Regions from separate parts of the Sus scrofa genome. Here regions 2 and 3 are each linked to region 1. A link is a contact called in public Hi-C and promoter capture Hi-C data. All regions are on one chromosome and are shown on one strand. The core of a region is the stretch at or near the end of the contact, and the rest is flanking DNA. Distances in the headings are between cores, read along the strand shown. Region 1 has its middle 34 kb from the start of SALL1. Region 2 has its middle 200 kb from the start of SALL1. Region 3 has its middle 180 kb from the start of CYLD.

Region 1 (4,314 bases), core at 803-3,302:
CTCAGCCTGCCCTGTCTCCCACTGAATTCTACCCATTTCAGTGCCAGGGTATGGAATGAATGATTGAATGAATGAAGGAGTATATCCAGGTTGAGAAGCAAGGTGTAAAACAAAATAAACCATGTCATGAATTCTGGCCTTAGAAGCTCTGCAGAGTGAAGCCGATGTGAAGGTTTTATGAGCAAAAGTATCAGATGAGTAGGAAAGGAATTGCTATACTTCCTTCAGGGTGTATAAAGAAAATTAAATTAGGAATAGAGGATGGCAGCCTGTTTGCAGCTTTTTGTTCAGATATCATGAACATGCTGTATAATGCAAGACTCCTTTTCCTTTTTCTGTGTCTGCTTTAAAATTATAAAAATACAAAAAAAAATAAAATTATAAAAATACATGGTCATGGTAGACAGTTTGCAAAAAAGGAAAAATTTAAATAAGGAAAGATATGCTGCATTATTCTATCACCCACAGATAACCATGGTTTTCATTATTTTAAGGTATTTCTAAGGGTGTTTGCCCTTTAGAACATTTTCAATATTTAAAAATGCATGTGTCTTATAAAATATACACATGGCCATAATATGGTCATGGTTTGCTTTTTTATTTTATTAAAAAAAAATTTTTTTTTGTCTTTTGTCTTTTGAGGGCCGCACCCGAGGCATACGGAGGTTCCCAGGCTAGGGGTTGAATCCGAGCTGTAGCCACCGGCCTACACCACAGCCACAGCAACGCAGGATCTGAGCCATGTCTGCAACCTACACCACAGCTCACAGCAACGCCGGATCCTTAATCCACTGAGTGAAGCCAGGGATCAAACCCGAAACCTTGCGGTTCCTAATTGGATTCGTTTCCAATGCGCCACGACGGGAACTCCATGCTCTTTTATTATTAAACGTTGTAAGATGAGCATATCCTCACGCCTAAAAAATGTCTTCAAAGACATCTTTTAGGAGTTCACTTGTGGTGCCATGGGCTAAGGATCCAGTGTTGTCATTGCAGGGGCTTGGGTCACCACGGTGGTATGGGTTCGATCCCTGGCCTGAGAACTTCCACATGCCACGGGCATGGTCAAAACAAAACAAAACAAAAAACCTTAAAATACCATATTTTAATGGCTGTTTAATAGTCCATTAAATGGATGGAAATACATAATTTCTTTTTTTTTCATTCCCTTGTCCAGAATGCACTCTAACTTTGGGCGAGCGCTCTTTGAAGTGGAAAAGAAATATCTAATGAATGAATGTTCCCCTTGATGACAATGGCAGTTCCCAACTGGGGGCGATTTTTGCCCTCAGGAGACATTTTTGTTTGTTGCCACAGAGGTGGCCGGTGTGTGTGCTATTGGCACCTGGTGGGGAGAGGCCAGGGTTGCTGCTAAACATCCTACAGCTCACAGGACAGTCCCCACAACAAAAAGAATGATCCAGCCAGGAGGTCGATAGTGCTGAGGTTGAGAAACACTGTCCAGGCCAGTGTCAGGGTTAATATTCAACGACCACTTAAAATTCAAATTAGCATTCTACCATAAAAGTACAGGACTTTGCCCTGGAATTTTGTTAGAGCAATAAGAACCCGAGTTGCTAGCATCTGGAATGACTGATATTTAACTTCCAACGTTTTTATTTTAGTTGGACATTGTAAAGGACAAAGGGATGTGAAATGAGTAATTATATATTTCTTAAGATGTTCTTAAGGTGAGCCCTAAAAGTTTATCTTCACTGGGATGCATACTTCCATGGAGACACTGAGGCTGGGAGAGGGTACAGTCCAGGCTGTTATCCGGCTCAGCAGAGAAGTGATTGGGTTGATATTGAAAGAGAGTTTCAGAATTCCAAAAGGGGTTTTGATGGGCATTTAGTTCAAGTCACATATTTCGGATCCTCTATCTCTGCGCCTTTTCTGGAATGGAGGTTTTCCTCCTGTCCTGTTTTGCAATCAGTGAAAACTCATTGGGGAATTCCATGTGTCGTAAGCCGAAACATCAACGCCAACCCCCTTCTCCTCTGTTGAGAAATGCGCGTGTCCCTTTTATCCCAGCTTTCCATCTTTGGGACTTTACCCGACCTTCGCAGAGACAATTGTTAGAGAGACAATATGTTATGACACATCCTGGAGGATGATCCAAATACCATGGGTTCAATTCAGAACAAAGGAATGTTGGCCACTCTTTTTCTTCTACCCACATTCTTTCTGGGGTTCATGGTGAATGGAAGGGGAGTTGAACTTGGGAAGGTTTGGCATTGTGTTTCGGATATCGAAAGATGAAATGAAGACCCTTCCCTAGGAGGTGCCCAGTAAGAGATGGAAAACAATGGCATGCGGCTTCGCTTTCTGAGCTGTGATGATGGAAATGCGATCTTTCGTGAGTGCAGACTCAGAATTTAGAGCAGTGAGTGTGGGCGGAGGTCAGTGATTCACGCCTCAGGATCGATGTTTGTGCCTCTGACCTGGATCCCTACCGCTTGCTGCACTTGTTGGCAGACTTAACCTTCTGCAGAATTTTATGTGGCTTCTCTGCAGAGCCTCAGACCTGCGGTGAGCCATCAGGGGATCTGTGCTTGCCTGTCAGATCCTCTTCCAGGAGGAAGACATCGCCCTCTCCTCATCTGCTCTCCCCAGGGTTGGCTGTAGACATGAAGCCTCTCTGGGCTCTCTACGGCTAATGACACAGTGTATCATTTGGGAGGCCCAGGAGAAGGGGGGCGGGGGGGGGGCAGGACCGGGAAGATGGAAGCTCAGAACTGCAAGACAATTTAAAATAAGCAATCAGGGGCTGCAAGAGAGGATGCTGGCTATCAAAGAAGTACCAGAATAAAAGAGATGGATGGGAAGTCAATTCCTAGATCTCTCTCTTTTAGGTGATGGGCAGTCTTTTTTCTTTTTCTGCTCTCGGTCGGCAACCTTTGGTTTCCAAATGCTCGTTTTCTTTCTAATTTTCCATTAAAATATTGATTCAGCTGCTGAAAATGATACAGGCAATGCTCTCAAGAGTTGCAGGGCTGTAGAAAGGCAGGCGCCCTCCTCACTAGCAAGAGATACACATCTGCAGATACGAATGCACCCAAACATGCAGGCGGCAGCACAGAACACGCGCACACACATGCACGCTCACCCACACTTGCATACAGTCTGGAGACTGCTGTACACTTAGGCAGTGTGACAAATGTGATTTGCTCATATTTAACTGAATCCAAGATTCCAATCATTGGGGCTGCAATGGCTCCACAGGGTGCAGGTGGTAAGAACGGCAAGTTGAAAGGAAAAAACTTCAAAATATGGACAAACATACTTCCTACCACAGAATGCCTCCAAAGAATGACTCCAACTCAGGGAAAAGCCAAGAGATGGGATCTTGATTTATTATTTCTTTTCTTTCTTTTTTTTTTGGTCTTTTTGCCTTTTCTAGGGCTGCACCCGCGGCATATGGAGGTTCCCAGGCTAAGGGTCTAATCGGAGCTGTAACTGCCAGCCTACGCCAGAGCCACAGCAACTCGGGATCCGAGCCGCATCTGTGACCTACACCACAGCTCACGGCAACACCGGATCCTTAACCCACTGAGCGAGGCCAGGGATTGAACCCGCAACCTCATGGTTCCTAGTCGGATTCGTTAACCACTGAGCCAGGAACTCTTTGATTATTATTTCAATCAATTTCATCTTTGCACAAATACTTAGGCAGTATCTCTCTGCCTGCCAGATGCCACGGTGATGCCTGGTGAATGTGACATCAGCATTGCCCTCAAGAATTAGGAGGTTCACATAGTTGCAGCATAAGTTATCCTGTCTTGGTTCAAAATGACTTTTTTTTTTTTCCTTTTTAGGGCCGCTCCTGCAGCATATGGAAGTTCCCAGGCTGGGGGACCAATGGAGCAGCTGCCAGCCTATATACCACAGCCACTGCAACACTGGATCCTTCACCCACTGAGCGAGGCCAGGGGTCGAACCCACATCTTCATGGATAGTAGTTGGGTTCTTAACCCACTGAGCCACAAGGGGAACTCCTAACTTTAATTCCAAATGCAAGTATAGGAATTGGCACCTAAGGAATCTTAGGTGCCAGTTGTGGGTGACACTTTTTTACTCTCCCATGGACCATCGGATCTGTGAGTTGGAGTCTCTGTGGAGACAAAGGGAGCTTCCTTGTCAGTAACGCAATTCTAGCATTTTTAGTCCCTGAATAATTTTGCCTGACACGAAAGGAAACGGAAACCTACAAAAGGTAAATGATGCAGCCAAGGTAAATGATGCTGTGGCTTATTATTTGAACGGGTTAGAAGTAGAACTTAGGGTTGCACATTCTTCCATTTTTTCTGTCCG
Region 2 (4,314 bases), core at 1,201-3,700, 240 kb before region 1:
ATTGACGCATAGTTGATTTATAATGTGTTAATTTCTGCTATAAAGTGATTCATATTCATTCATATGTATGATAATATATGTTATACATAATTGAATTATATAATTCTATATAACAATATGTAATTATGTATTAATAATGATATATAATCATTATTTTCCATTATGATCTTGAATAGAGTTCCCTGTGCTACACAGTAGGACCTTGTTGTTTATCCATCCCATATATAATAATTTGCATCTGCTAGTCTCAAACTCCCAGTACATCTCCCCCATCCCCCAAACCTCTTGGCAACCACAAATCTGTTCTCTATGTCCACGAGTCCATTTCTGTTTTGTAAGTAATTCATTTGTATCATTTTTTTAGATTCCACATGTTAGCCATATCTAATGATACTGGTCTTTCTCTGATTTCTTTCACTTAGTATCATAATCTCTAGGTCCATCCATGTTGCTGCAAAGGGCATTATATCATTCTTTTTCAGGGCTGAATAGTATTCCACTGTGTATATATACCACATCTTCTTTACCCATTTAGGTGGTTTCCTTGTCTTGGTTATTGTAAATAATGCTGATAAGGGTTTTAAAAAGAGGTATGGCTTGACCTAATTTATATTCTAAAGATAAAAATTTTAAATGTGAAGACCATATCAGAGAAGTAAAGGTGGATTGGGGAAGAGGTTAAATGTGCCTGTCATAGAATATGACAATTACGAAGCATTTCTATAAACTGAGTTTAGTCATTTACCTGGGACCATAGAGCCAATAAGTGTCAGAACCAAATGGGGTTCAAAGAGTGAACTCAAAGCCAGCTTGTCAACCATGGTGCAGTGAGGAACATAAAATAAAACTAAAAGACCTTTTCTACATTATTAGATTCTTCTTCAGTTATTAGCAACTTGACAGTTGGCTCTTTCAAACTTTCCATTTGGTTTCCTCCCCCTCTTCTTTTTCTTTTCTTTCCTTTTTTTAAAATAATAGTTGCACACATTTTTAATGTGATTTAAGCAAAAATCCACTTGCTATTTCTGTGGCAAAGTTCAAAAGCTCCATATTCAAAAATGTATGACCAAGAACACTTAGCAAATTCCAGAAACCTTTGACCTTCAGTTTGTTGAATATTGTAGTTTACGTTTTCTCTAATTTGTCCCGAACCATTTGTACCCTGGATTATTAATCTATAACCAAACACAGCTCTGGGAACCCTCCCCCCACCACACACACAGCAATGATGCCAGGAACATGACCAAATCCATTATCTTTTCTTTGAATTCTGTCAATATATTTATTTCACATCTTTATTCTGGCTTCTTTCTCCCTTTGCATTTCATGGAAAATCTTTCCAGATAAGATCAGAACTGCTTTGTCATTCATCAGCCGTAATCAAGTCTAACTCAACAGCAGAGTTTAAAAACATATTTTTTTCCACGTTCAGATGCAAAAAGGACCAAAAAAATAAACAACCAAAATTGTAGATCCCAGCTGTCTGCCTCTATGTCTGCATATGTCATTGTATCACGGTGCCCCTTTGGTAGATTTACGGTGTGAATTAATAAACATTCATGGAGACTGGAATATAGGTCAGCTACTGACATACTACTTGAGGAATCTGGAAGATTAGTTCCTAGAAGGCCAAGTCTGAGTGTCTAGAAAGCAGGCAGCACAGTGGGTACAAGACCTCCAGCTCTCAGGGAACACTCTGTCTGTTCTCCAGGGCTTCATGCACCTGCCCCTGCGTTTCATCATCTGTCCAACTTGAAAACAACAGCCCAGACCTCATAGGGTTTGTTCTGTAATCAGTCAATGAGTGTTCATTGAGTGCTTACGGTGTACCAGGCCTTTTCATTGGCACTGGGGTACTGAGTGTTGACATTCTCATAGGAAACAGAGACATAATAAGCAAATGGCTCAATAAGGTGTTTCAAATGGTGATAACTCCATGTTAAAAAAAAATGAGGGCGCTCCCATCGTGGCTCAGCGGAAAGGAATCTGACTAGTATCTAAGAGGATGCAGGTTCGATCCCTGGCCTTGCTCAGCAGGTTAAGGATCTGGTGTTGCCATGAGCTGTGATGTAGGTCACAGACGAGGCTCGGATCTCACGTTGCTGTGGCTGTGATGTAGGCCGGCAGCTGTAGCTCTGATTTGACCCCTAGCCTGGGAACCTCCATATGCTACAGGCGTGGTTCTCAAAAGACAAACAAACAAACAAAAAGAGACAAATCGTGAGAAGAAAAGTGAATAAAAATTTTAGTTAGATTTTAGATAAGTCTTCAGATAAGTTTGCTATATCAGAAGCTGGCATTTGAACTCAGCCATTGGTGAGAAGAAAGAACTAACTGAAGTTTGAAGGGAGGGAGGACCACGTAGAATAAATGGCCAGGTCTCACTTGTGAAGTGAAAAAGGCTACCACATTGGAGCACAGAGGACGGGGTAGGAGGGAGGGGGAGGAGGTGGAGGTAGATGGCCGCAGGGGAGCCAGGGCCAAAATCATGTGGGAGCTTGAAGGCCAAGTAAGGAATTTGGACTTTGGCCCAAGTGCAATGAGAAATCACGAGTGAGTTTTAACCAGAGCAGGGAAAATGATCTGATTGATGACAGTGGAGAGGCTGCCTCCCAATTCTCTTTGTCAGGAGAGATTTTCAACCTGCAGCTCTAATGGCATCAGTACCATCGGGAAGTGGGTGGCGACCCAATATGACTTTCAAAGTGTTGGAAGGGTTTGAGTGGGATGGGGGAGTGTGTACAGAGACCCCGACAGAGACCTGCATCTGCGATGATGTCTTGGATGCTCCTGAGCTCTAGTAACCAGGACAGACTCAGCTTCGGCCAATAAAAGCTCCTCAAATGCAGTGAACTGAAACAAGAGAGAAGTGTATTTCTCTGGATGATCCAGAACCAATATGGCACCTCAGTGATACCAGGGACACAAACGTTCTCTCTTTCCTATTGTCCTGCCAACCCCAACATGCAGCTGCCTTCTCAGTGACCACGAGAGCTGCCAGCTGCCATACGTGTTTCTGCCACCACGCCTGCGTTTCAGCCAGAGAAAAAGAATACTTTCCTTTTCGGGTCTCCACCTAGAAGCGACATACCTCATTTCTACTCATTTTCTTCCATTGACCAGAACCTATGGGTGTGGCCAAAGCTATCTTCAAGGGAAGCTGGAAAATGGAGTTTTGAGCTGATCAGCGTGGTGCCCAGTCAAAACTGTTCCTATTAGAAAAGAAAGTAAGAGGGAGAATTCATAGCTTCCACCCAGTGCAAAAGCAGCTGGGATTGCGTGCAACCCTTAGAGACCCAGCGCTATTAAAAGAAGTTCTGTTCCCAAAGGACTCATGAATAAAATAAACAATAATCATAAATAATAAAAACAACTAGGTAATTGAGACATCACCACCTATCAATAATTTTTCCATATGCATTTCTCACTCTGCCACATGCAATCAGCACGGTTTAAAAAAATTATTGAACAAACATGTTACTGTTCATTTGCCTCTCCCAGGGCCCGCTCTTGGAGTTGTTTCCCTAGAAAATAGAGATAGATTTGTACTGTTTTTGTTTTTGTTTTTGTTTTTGTCTTTTGTCTTTTTAGGGCCACACCTACAGCATACGGGGGTTCCCAGGCTAGGGGTCGAATCCGAGCTGTAGTGGGATGTGGGATATCATCAATTCTTTGAAGGATTGGCCTGAAGAAGTCCTCCATGGCATATGGGAATCAGCTGGGGAGGTTTATTTTATGTATTTTTTATTTTTCTGCTTTTTTAGGGTTGCCTTGGAAGTTCTCGGGCTAGGGATTGAATTGGAGCTACAGCGGCCAGCCTATACCACAGCCACAGCAATGTGGGATGTGAGCCACGTCTGAGACCTACACCGCAGTTCACAGCAATGCCGGATCCTTAATCCACTGATGGGGCCAGGGATGGAACCTGCATCCTCATGGATACTAGTCAGGTTTGTTACCGCTGTACCACAGTGGGAACTCCCTGGGGAGTTTAAAAACAAGGCTGGTGCCTGGGTCTTCCTTCCTGAGAGTCTGATACGATTGTTCTGGGATTCTGTCTGTGCTTGGATGTCTAGACACTCCACGGGTGATTTAAAGGTATAGCCATAGTGGATAACCACTGGATTAGATTGACACAATCCAGAGACAGGTGGTGGAACTAGAGCCATTGGCCATTAGAGACAGAAGCTTTTTGGCTTTTCCTATGAGCTTTTTTTTCCATTTCATCTATGTTTTCTTTTAATGATTTTTATTTTTTCCATTATAGTTGATTTACTATTTATGCAGTGTCTTTCTGTGAACTTTCAAATAAGA
Region 3 (4,314 bases), core at 486-2,985, 180 kb after region 1:
CCATGAGGCAATTAAAATCCTTCACGATGGGACGAACCCTTCATGGTCCAAGTGTCTTTCATGTGCCTGGCATCTGGGAGTTGCTTAAAAAAATAAGCTGGGGTTGTCCAGGCACTCAGTAGAGATGCTGTGAAGGTCTTGGACAAGACTGTGTGGGCCAAAGGACCTTCAAGGGCCCGCCCATCCTGACATTAGGACCCTGGGGACTGCTGGATGAATGAGAGAGTGGTCAGTTGTAAGCCCCTCGCAAGCGCGGAGAAAGAGCCAATACTTCTTGGGCTCTGGAACCAAGATGAAAGAGCCTTGTTCTGATGCTGCTTCTGGAGACTGGTCCCAGCCTCCTTGCACACCCACATCAGGCCCCTGGGACCCAGCTTGTCCTAACGATGCCAGTTTGTAAGCCCATGTGAGGGGCAGGGAGGCTGGCACATCCTTCATGCTGAATCAGCTCAAGTATTTTCCACGGCCCCCGGCTGTGCATTCACTCAGAGCAGGTTGGAGCAAGGTGAGCAAGGTGGCGGGGAGCTGCTGAGCCCCTCTGGGTTCTGGCAGGTCAGAGACAAGACTGAAGGACCAGGCAGCTGGAGAGGGGCTCCGGGGGCTTGGGGCGGGTATTAGTCAGCGTTCTCCAGAAGCAATGGGATAGAGACCAATGCAACCAACAGGATACATATAAGTAGAAAGAAAGGGAGAAAGGGAGAAAGGGGGGGGGGGGGAAGCAGGGAGGGAGGAAAGCGGGGGGGCAGGGAAGAGGGAGGTAGGGAGGCAGGAAGGCAGGCCAGCCAATGGAGAGCAGACGAAGACTGATGTCCCAGCTCAAAGTGCAGGCAGAGAGGACACGCTCCTCCTTCTTCCCCATTTTTGCTCTATTCAGGCCTCCATGGATTGCATGGTGCCCGCCCCCACTGGGAGGGCAATCAGCGTTACTCAATCGCTGATTCAAATGCTAATCCCATCCAGAAACACCCTCACAGATACACCCAGAAATTATGTTTCCTCTGGGAGCCCCGTGTCCCCTCAAGTTGACACACAAAATCAACCATCACAGGGGCCCTTCCCAGGAATCGAACCTTCTGCTCCAGTGGGAAGGGCACCACCCTCGCCCTCGCTGCCCCTTCCTAGATTCACAGACTGTCAGAGCAGGAAAGGTGCCAAGAGATGGCTAATGGGGGAGTCACACACCCAGGACCAGACAGGTCACCAGTGTGGGAGACTGGACCTGCTGGGGCCCCCAGGGGGGTGATGGCCCGTGGACCCACCTGGGGAGCAAATGCACTCATCCACGGTCACCTGTAATATTGTGTCAAATACAAAGCCGCTCCCAGCAGGCCAGACTCAGTCTTCTGCTTCTCAAGTCAATTCTCTGATGCTCCTGCTGAAAACTCTGACCCCTAGAGCGAGGCGGGGCCACTCCGGACCACATGCTGAGAGCTGAGTCACATTGAGATGAGAGCCCAGCTCTGCTCACGCTCGGACCACCGTCTTTATTCCTTTATCGAATCAGCCAGCTCTGCACCAGCCAGGCAGCATGAGACACGGTCTCTGTCTCCAAGGAGCTCTGGGGTTCTGGACAGAGCAGCGCTAGAAGGACCACAGAGAAAGCCCCATTATACAGGCAGAAAAACTGAGAGTCGCGGAGAGGACGAAGCTCTGGCAGAAAAACGGAGGGTGTCAGGCAGAACGAGGACTTGAGCTGAAATATGACTTGCGTGCGGGCGTGTTGGGGTGAGCGGGCTCATTTGTTTCAAGCCTTCCGTGAAGACAGAGCTGTCCCTGGTATAGCGCAGGTATTGGCTCAGTATACGGTTTGGGGTCGATGACAAACCGAGGGTCCTGCTTTGGGAATGTGCAGGCTGGGAAGAGGGTCTCCTGGCACCCACTTCCCCCTGGAAAGCTTCTGGCACTGTCAACATTTCCCCCCAATTCCTGAGGATTTCCCTTTGGGTGCCAAGCTCGACACGTCCTCTTTGAATTCATAATGAGTACGGACTAAGCAGAAAGCAGCCCAAGGTGAGTCATTCATTAATCATAAACAAAACAGTCCCCGATCAAGGACACATCAGCACACACCATAAAAAGGGAAGGGAGGGGGAGGGTTGCCCAATCTCTTTATTTAATATTAACCACATTATGTTTTTGCATTTGAGTTCTGAGAAAGATTGCTCTCCTTTCCTGGGTGTTGTATGAACTCAATCCAAAGTCAATTTTTCTGGGATACGCGGGTGCCCGCTTCACGAGGGCTGAGGGTGAGTGGGGGGACTTTGGAGCCCCGGGCACTCACACTGGATGGATGCCCAGGCGGCAGGGCCACCTCCTCCTCGAGGTCTGAGAGGGCCTTATCCTCGACCACTTTTCCAGCGTTGCCTGATACATACGGAGGGACCACAGGTGACCATGGCGAGGGCCCGTCCTTGGGAGGCGCACGTTTAATGGCAGCGTAATCATAAGTGCTGAGTACTTGGCGAAAGCCACCTGTTGATATGGCTGGGCTGTGGCCCGTGGGGGCGAGGAGGTGAAGGGGACACGGACGGTAGTGTGAATATCACGCGGCTGGAGATTGCTCCACCACAATTACATTTTTTTTCTCCTTTGCTCCGCCCAAGGGGTCTGTGGATGGCGATAGGACAAGAGATGTGGTCCCATTTCATAGGTGGGCAAGCTGAGGCTCCAAGTGCGGAATAGTGTCCAGCAGGGCTCTTCCCATTCCCCACACCACCTGTGAAACAGCTTGGCAGAGGGCCCCAGGCTCCTAAGGGGCAGCTGTTACTTCACGACTGAGCTTCTGCCCCTCCCAGGGCTGCTCGTGTCTGCCCGAGGTGGGGAACTTTGGGTCCTTTGTCCTGGCAGCCGTGCCTGAGCACCCGCTTCCCTCCCTGGCACTCGGCTCCACGGTCTCCCCCCAGCTGGGGATGTGGCTGAGCTCTGCCATGCCCCCTGATGAGAGTGTGCACCTGCCGACTGGCAGGGGCACACCCCCAAGGCAATTTGCACAGCATGAGGGTACTGGGATCCAAAGGTGAAATTCAGGAGTTTGCCCCAAAAAAGCCCCGAGATGGAGGGGAAGGAGAGGGAGGTGAGAGTAAAATTTGACACAAATTACCTGGTGCTTGCTGGAGCGCAACGAGGCAGTGGAGCTGCCAGGGCAAGTCCGGTTGGTGCCATCTCGGCGGAGCAGAGAGGCCAGCCTCGGGGGGCGGGGGGAGGCACTGCCGTGGACTTGGAGTGGAGGGACATCACGTGGAACTCCAAGGACATCAGAACTGGCAGGTTCGGAGGGGCTTTCTTGCCTAGGTGTTCCAGATATCAGATGCCTGGCAGGGCTGCAGTAGTATCACCTGGAAGCTTGCTAAAAATGCAGACGACTGGGTCTTCACCTTTAGAAATCCTGAATCAAAAAATTGGGGATAAAATAAATAAGTCCTGGGGAAGTAAAGGAAAGCAAAGCGGCTATAGTTAATGATGCTATATTGCATGTTTGAAAGGTACTTTGCAAGTAAACCTTGAACGTTCTCATCACAAGAAAAAGCATTGTAACTGTGTGGTGGTGGAGGTTTACTAGGCTTATTTTGGTGATCATTTCCTATGACATACAAGTATGGAATCAATGTGCTATACACCTGAAACTCCTGTAATTAAAAAAAAAAGAAAAAGAAAATATTTGGGGCGCAGCCAGGGCAACCGTACCATTTTTCAGTGCCAGCCGTGACTCTGCTGTGAGGCCTGCTGGTAAATCACTGTGTACTGATTTTCCCCTCATTTGACAGGGGAAAAAAATTCAGCCCAGAAGGGAAAAGGATCTTGGCCGAGGTCCCACAGAGGGTTAGAAACACATCTTTCAGTGACCTCTTTTTTTTTGGTCTTTTTGCCTTTTCTAGGGCTGCTCCCGCGGCATACAGAGATTCCCAGGCTAGGGGTCCAATCGGAGCTGTAGCCACTGGCCTACGCCAGAGCCACAGCAACGCGGGATCCGAGCCACGTCTGCAACCTACAGCACAGTTCACGGCAACACCAGATCCTTAACCCACTGAGCAAGGCCAGGGATCGAACCCGCAACCTCATGGTTCCTAGTCAGATTCATTAACCACTGTGCCACGACAGGAACTCCTTTCGGTGACCTCTTGTTTCCTTCCCTCCCTTCCCTCCTTCATTCATGCATTCATTCAACAAGCATGTGCTGGGTGCTTACTATGTGTCAGGCACTGCATTAGGTGTAAACACAGCCCTGATCCCTCCCTGGTGAGAGAAAATACCTTATTGGGAAAGATCGGTATTAATCAAATAATCACACATCTGAGTGTAAAATGACACCTCTGA

What was found. Promoter capture Hi-C pulls out the DNA fragments that hold promoters and counts their contacts. Hi-C and Micro-C count contacts between places; a contact is called where the count stands out from the background.
Region 2: a contact with region 1 is called in a promoter capture Hi-C map of liver, with 4 times the contacts expected there. The contact joins two enhancer-like sites. A contact is called at or near these places in 1 of 5 promoter capture datasets (liver) and 2 of 47 Hi-C or Micro-C datasets (liver and skeletal muscle).
Region 3: a contact with region 1 is called in a Hi-C map of liver, with 12 times the contacts expected there. The contact joins two enhancer-like sites. A contact is called at or near these places in 5 of 47 Hi-C or Micro-C datasets (liver and skeletal muscle).

The regions. Positions count from the first base shown.
Region 1 is chr6:33,763,344-33,767,657 of Sscrofa11.1, forward strand. No RefSeq gene overlaps it. Among named protein-coding and RNA genes, the nearest start is that of SALL1, 34 kb to the left of the region's middle. Within about 2 kb of position 2,053, at least 10 of the 83 cell types and tissues checked have an H3K27ac peak or open chromatin away from gene starts, as enhancers often do. A contact at or near this core is called in liver, where this site is marked.
Region 2 is chr6:33,525,706-33,530,019 of Sscrofa11.1, forward strand. No RefSeq gene overlaps it. Among named protein-coding and RNA genes, the nearest start is that of SALL1, 200 kb to the right of the region's middle. Within about 2 kb of position 2,451, at least 2 of the 83 cell types and tissues checked have an H3K27ac peak or open chromatin away from gene starts, as enhancers often do. A contact at or near this core is called in liver, where this site is marked.
Region 3 is chr6:33,941,921-33,946,234 of Sscrofa11.1, forward strand. No RefSeq gene overlaps it. Among named protein-coding and RNA genes, the nearest start is that of CYLD, 180 kb to the right of the region's middle. Within about 2 kb of position 1,736, at least 9 of the 83 cell types and tissues checked have an H3K27ac peak or open chromatin away from gene starts, as enhancers often do. A contact at or near this core is called in liver, where this site is marked.